Regions from separate parts of the Danio rerio genome. Here region 2 is linked to region 1. The links are chromatin contacts, called in public Micro-C maps. All regions are on one chromosome and are shown on one strand. The core of a region is the stretch at or near the end of the contact, and the rest is flanking DNA. Distances in the headings are between cores, read along the strand shown.

Region 1 (2,904 bases), core at 309-2,808:
GCTTAGTCCCTTTATTAATCCCGGGTCGCCACAGCGAAATGAACCACCAACTTATCCAGTACGTTTTTTCATAGCGGATGCCCTTCCAGCCGCAACCCATCTCTGGGAAACATCCATACACATTCATTCACACACTCATACACCACAGACAATTTAGCCTACTCAATTCACCTGTACCGCATGTCTTTGGACTGTGGGGGAAACCAGAGCACCCAAAGGAAACCCATGCGAACACAGGGAGAACATGCAAACTCCACACTGAAACGCCAACTGAGCCGAGGCTCAAACCAGCAACCTTCTTGCTGTGAGACAACAGCACTACCTACTGCGCCACTGTGTCGCCTGTTCATTTTTCAACGATTTTGAAATGTAGCTTTTGTTAGGAAAAGTAAAAAAAGAATATAACATTTTTGGGGGAACTGTTCCAAAAAGTGTTAATAAATTAAACTGAAGGTATGTCCCAAATCATATACTTATGATTTTGCAGTCTAAACAGTGTATGTAGTAAAATATTCATTTTATAGTATACAGTGGTAAACCTTAAAATCGTCCCATGCTTAGTTATCAGTGTTTATCGGTTATCAATACTCTGTGCTGGAAAACATACAACATTTTCCAGTCTTCTTTGATGAAGAGAGAGTTGTAAAGAAAATCATTCATGTGAAATGGAGTTCTTTTGATTCACACCACTTTGACTGTTACTTTTGATCAAGGGCATGCATCCTCCCTCAATAAGACAACTCTTGTGTAAGAAACTAGTTTAATAAGCCAAATGTTGAATTTGTAAGAATACTTTTCTTGATCTATCCCCTAAAACAATATCACATCATCAGCACTAATGCTGTAGAAAAGAAATGCTTGTTAACAATTGTTAGTCTACTGCCGCAGCCTGCATTTTTTTCCTTTCTTTTTTCCCGCTTTTTTGTCTCTCCGCCCCCCTCCAGGCGACCTTCACCCTCAGTTGTCTGGGTCAGAGAGGCAGCCCGCGTGTCACCTGACCTGCCTAATAGCCTACAAACTCCTTGCTGTAAACAGTCCGATAAGGAGCTGCGTCCGTTCGCCTACAAACGGCAGCAGCGCGGAGAGAAAGAAAGGGAGAGAAGCAAAGGAAAAGGAGGAGTGTGTCTGAGAAAGGCGAGAGTGAAAGAGCCCTACAGTCAGCATTTGCGCTTAAAGGCACAGGGCCATCTTTCAGTCGTGACGCATGCTCAAATTCCCTTCATCTCGATCGAGTTGAACAGGGCCGGCAGTGTTTCTGCAGTGGCAGCTGTGTGTGTTTGTGTGTGCGCTCAAACTTTGTTTCAGTGTCTTTGCTAATGGAGCGAAGAGCAGGGTGGGGCGAGGGTCCCGCATGGCGGCCAGATCGAGAAGCACTGGCCATTCCTCTTACTGCCCTCCTTCTCTCGCTCAACAGGCGAACCACAAGTCTCTCTGGGTGAAACGACTCCCTCGAAAGATGATCAAATTAATTACATTTTTGAAAGATTAGCCTAGCGGCCTCATTAGAGCTGTACGATTTATCTAGCTCTTCGTTTCAACCCCCATATCGGTTTCCAGCTGGGTCACGTGACCTGGCTCGTGCCCCAGTCCTCTTCTGATCTTTTTTTTTATAACTCTCAAGCTCTGAAGCTTTTTTTTTTTTGGCTGGGACAATAAATATTACGCTTGTCAAAACAAACAGGATGGTGGTTTTGACCGAACCGAAGTTTGGTGGCACTAGAGAGGCATTTGTGCCAGAGATCAAGTTAAATGCGGCGGCTCGCTTTCCATTTGTTTCATATGTGGAAATACACTGCAAGTTTAGCTGAGCAGGAAGATGCAGCATACACACATGCGCACACGTACGCACACACACATGTTCAGTAAACACAGAGAAGCTGGAATGTGCTCCAGAGCTCTGGCAGCGGAAATTTGGGAGGGGTGGGAGAAAGGGGGTCAGCTCAGGTCAAGTTCACAGCGCTGTCGGCCTCCAACAGGGGGAGGTGTTCGGCGGCTCTTATCTTCTTAAAGGGCCAGCACACACTTTAGCAAAGCAGCACATGCTGGGGTATAACAGGAGGAACTGTAAATGTTTTGACATTTTATGTATTTTATTAATATAGAAAACTGTTATTGTAGATCAACATTAATTAATGGTGCATGATATATAGTCAGTTAAATATTGTATATTACTAAATCTGTTGCTGTGGAGTGAATAGTGTTTTAGGTGGATTTAAGAAAGTGTTAAATTTCTATTAAAGTTAAAAAGTTCCATTAGAGTTAAAAAGCCATTTCATAACAAATGAAGCTGTTTTATAATAATATATTTATATTAAAATGCAAATAAGATCAAATAAATGTAAAAGTGATCAAATAGATTTGTCTAAACAAATTAGCATCGGAATTTGAAATACAAATTCATTTATAAATCACCAAATCAAGTCTGTTTATTTTATTTATTTATTTTAACATGCACAGTGTTCATTCATCGACAGTAAAAACTGTAAATAAGCCAGAGTTAGCCCGAAGGACTCATATGACTTATGTCAGATTTTAAAAAGGCAACCTAAAATGTAAAATACATAAATGACTTGCACTGTAGTTTACTTTTTAAAATGTCAAGATTTAACAATTGAGTAATAACAGCGTTTTTATGTCCTTGTTGAACATTCCTATCTGAAAGCAGTGACATATAATATTACATTTTTAGCTAGAAAAAATGAATGTTGATTACAAAATAATAATAATTCCTTGCATTTATATAGCGCTTTTATGGACACTCGAAGCGCTTTACATAATTTTTTGGGGGGAATCTCCTCATCCACGATTCCAATGTATATATCCATGCCTTATATCTGATGGCAAGAAAGTGATACATTTTTTATAAATTGTTACAATTTTGGTGTTTGTGACGCAGCAAGTTCA
Region 2 (3,298 bases), core at 378-2,877, 37 kb after region 1:
AAAGTTTGCTAAATAATGTGCATACAGGATATTTCTACGTAGTAGACTTGTTTCTGTTGTTTGAAATATTGCTAGTGTGCTGTCATGGCAACGCTGGTAAAATGACGCCTCTCGACTGGTTCACTGTCACTAAAATTTTACTGTCAATAAAATGCCTGTTTTTTTTTATTGGATTGTATTTTTTATCAGTATTATTTAACTTAAAGTTAAAGTCTTGCAAAATTATGTTATTTAGTAAAGTATCAATCATAACTAGGCAAAATTTCATTTTTGCCCAATAATTTGCATCTTTATGTACAACATTATTAGCTTGACTCGAGAAAAAAAACATCATAATCATTATTTTTGGATGACCTAAGGGCGAGTAAATAGCCAGCAATATTCCATATTGGGGAGACTTTCCCTTTAAGATGTTTCCACGAAACAACAGTGCTTTTTATACACACATTTCATCGCCATCCATGGCATTTAGCTCTATAGCATTCAAAGCATATTATGATAAATAATTCTTTTCATCAATTGCAGTGTGTGCTTGGACAGAATTCAGGAAACTGCTGAAGTGGGTTAATGTGGCTTTGAGGGAAAATAAAAAAGGGTAAAAGAGTGAGGGAGGGGGTGAAAAGCAGATATTGCTCTTTTATAATGAGTAGTCCAGATGGCTTGAGGTTAATGTTAATGTTTGCCACATTGCAGCATTGTAGCAGAAAGCATATCATAAAAAAACGAAAGAGGGAGTGAGGTAAAATCGATGGGAGGGAGAGCAAGGGAAAGTGAGATTGCTGAAGGAGGGGCAGAGGCGGCCTCTACTGAAAAAAGGGCATGTGAGGACAGCTGCGCTACGTCACTGTTGTAATCTCTGTGCAGCGTGCTCTTCCTGTCTTACACACTCCAGTTAAATGGGATGGTATCATATTCGCTGTTTAAATACTGTATATATTCCTCATCACACCTGTGTATTTGATTTTGCATTGCATTTCATATTTATTTCTGATACACATTCAGTATAAAGGTGAAAGGAGTGCCGCATCACAGTCTTGGCCAATGGCACATGTTTTAAAGCCTTTAGACTTGTATGGAAGGCTATCAGGGCCAAAATGAATTTTTTTTTCATGTAAACATGCATAATATGAACATGTCAAACACATAAACAAACACAACAGCCAATGAGATTGCTGTATTTGAGACTATATTTGCATATTTGGTGTGGTGATACATTAGAAGAAACAAACACACTAACAGATGTCTTGTTTATACTGCCGTATTTGTATGAAAGTGTCAAATGTTATATTGTCATCTATCAAAACTGATGATGGAACTGTGTGTCCACACATAATGAAGAAATGCGGTGAAAATTGTCACACGATCGAATTTCACATATCCTGACATTTGGCCTAGATCACCTTCTATAGTGACATTACAGCTGACACTATCTGCTTGTTTGTATCAAGTGTTCTTCTTAGCCCACGTTATAAATGGCATCTTTGGAATGCCATACATTGCTCCATTGCTGTAGTGCACTGATTACGGTTTATACAGTTGTTTGTACACGGAGCGGGGAAGGGGGACCAAAGGGGGGCTGTTTCTACTAAATCAGATAGCGGGTTGGTTGCAGTGTGCAGTCAGTGTAATCAGAGAGAGCAGAGTCCTGGAGCAGATCACTGTCTGGCCTGATAATCGACCCACCCTGCAACCTGCACAGATGTGACGTGCTAGGCAAGACTCTCAGAGGGTGAGAAGAGGAAAAGGGGGGAAAGATATAACTGACATCCGTCAAATATATACGCAGGGGCATAGTAAGTGGGGGGGAAAAGGGTGACAGAGTGCATAGGGCTCTGGCAATTTAGGGCCTTCCCCTTTGTGGAATTGTTGTGCGTAGGGTCCAAAATTGCTGACTACATCCATGAATATATGTGACTGTTGGGTAGCAGTAGCTATTTTGCTCCATAGTTAGTAGCTTCACTAGTTTTTAAGTCATCAAGTCAACACAGGTTTTGTCATTTACAATATAATATGTCACAAATTAAGCTGGCTGTCCCATTTTTTTGACTTTGACTTTTATTATTATCCATAAGTCGAAATTTGGTCAACTGGCTTTGACTGGTTTGTAAATAAATCAAGTTTTTATATTATTTGCAAATATTTTTGTTAAATCAAACTCTGTTGCAAACATTTCACAACAAAAAAAAAACTGATTCAACTAGCTGTTTGCAAGCAAAGATCCAAACTGAAATATTGCATAAATATTTGCAAATAAAGCACCGTTTCCATCCAATAAGTCAAAAAGAATACAATCGTCACTTCCTGATAAACTGGCCCAAATATCAAAAAGAAAGAATTAATTTGTTGCAGCACAAGAAGCCACTGTGGGCCTTTTTACTTACATAATAAATTATTTGCACCTCAGAAGATGAAGCTAAAAGGCAATGAATGTGCGATGTATATTAGAATTGAGAGATGCTCTTTGGGAGCACAGAACACTTTCAAACTTTATGCGCATCTTGCACATTTTTTTTTTGTAATGTTCAAAATTGTGGGCATCACGGTGGCGCAGTGGGTAGCACGATCATCTCACTGCAGGACTGTCGCTGATTCGAGCCCCTACTGGGTAAGTTGGCATTTCTGTATGGAGTTTGCATGTTCTCACCGTATTCTCGAGGGTTTCCTTAGGGTGCTCCGGTTTCCCCCACAGTCCAAAGACATGCGGTACAGGTGAACTGAATAAGCTAAATTGGGCAAAGTGTATGAGTCTGAATGCAATAGTGTATGGGTGTTTCCCAGTGTTGGGTCGTGGCTGGAAGGGCATCCGCTGTGTAAAATATGTGCTAGATAAGTTGGCGGTTCATTCCACTGTGGCGACCCATGATGAATAAAGAGACTAAGCTGAAAAGAAAATGAATGAATGAATGAATGAGTTATATAGTTGGCAGAATTATTAGCCCTATTGTATAAATTTGTCCCATTTTGGCTTTTTTATTTCTTTTAAACAAATGCAGGTGCTGCTTGTCAACTTGACAAGGCTTCTATGTTCGTTCTTGATGTAAATTGCGAAAGAAATGATCGATCAAAGGTTTCTAATAAACCGATATGACAGTTTCAGGCACTGTGTGATGTGTGTGCACGTGAGTCAGATAGATTTCTCATCACACCGGCACTTAATGTTCCTCCATTTCGTGTCAGTGATGGGTCGTTCTTGAACGATTCGTTCATTTTGAACAAATCTTTAATTTGACTGTGAGTGGAGTGAATCATTCATTTGCGCATGCACACATTTGTGCAAGCGGAGCTCGCGTGCTGCTGC

What was found. Hi-C and Micro-C count contacts between places; a contact is called where the count stands out from the background.
Region 2: a Micro-C map of caudal fin shows a contact between it and region 1, with 1.5 times the contacts expected there. The contact joins two enhancer-like sites. A contact is called at or near these places in 2 of 18 Hi-C or Micro-C datasets (caudal fin and hematopoietic stem cells).

What each region holds. Positions count from the first base shown.
Region 1 is chr8:22,556,228-22,559,131 of GRCz12tu, forward strand. All of the region lies in intron 3 of nfic (nuclear factor I/C), which reads left to right. It also overlaps a transcript of si:ch73-196i15.3 not described here. Among named protein-coding and RNA genes, the nearest start is that of nfic, 100 kb to the left of the region's middle. Within about 2 kb of position 1,559, at least 40 of the 62 cell types and tissues checked have an H3K27ac peak or open chromatin away from gene starts, as enhancers often do. A contact at or near this core is called in caudal fin, where this site is marked.
Region 2 is chr8:22,592,819-22,596,116 of GRCz12tu, forward strand. The region is part of intron 3 of nfic (nuclear factor I/C); the gene reads left to right. It also overlaps a transcript of si:ch73-196i15.3 not described here. Among named protein-coding and RNA genes, the nearest start is that of smim24, 110 kb to the right of the region's middle. Within about 2 kb of position 1,628, at least 26 of the 62 cell types and tissues checked have an H3K27ac peak or open chromatin away from gene starts, as enhancers often do. A contact at or near this core is called in caudal fin, where this site is marked.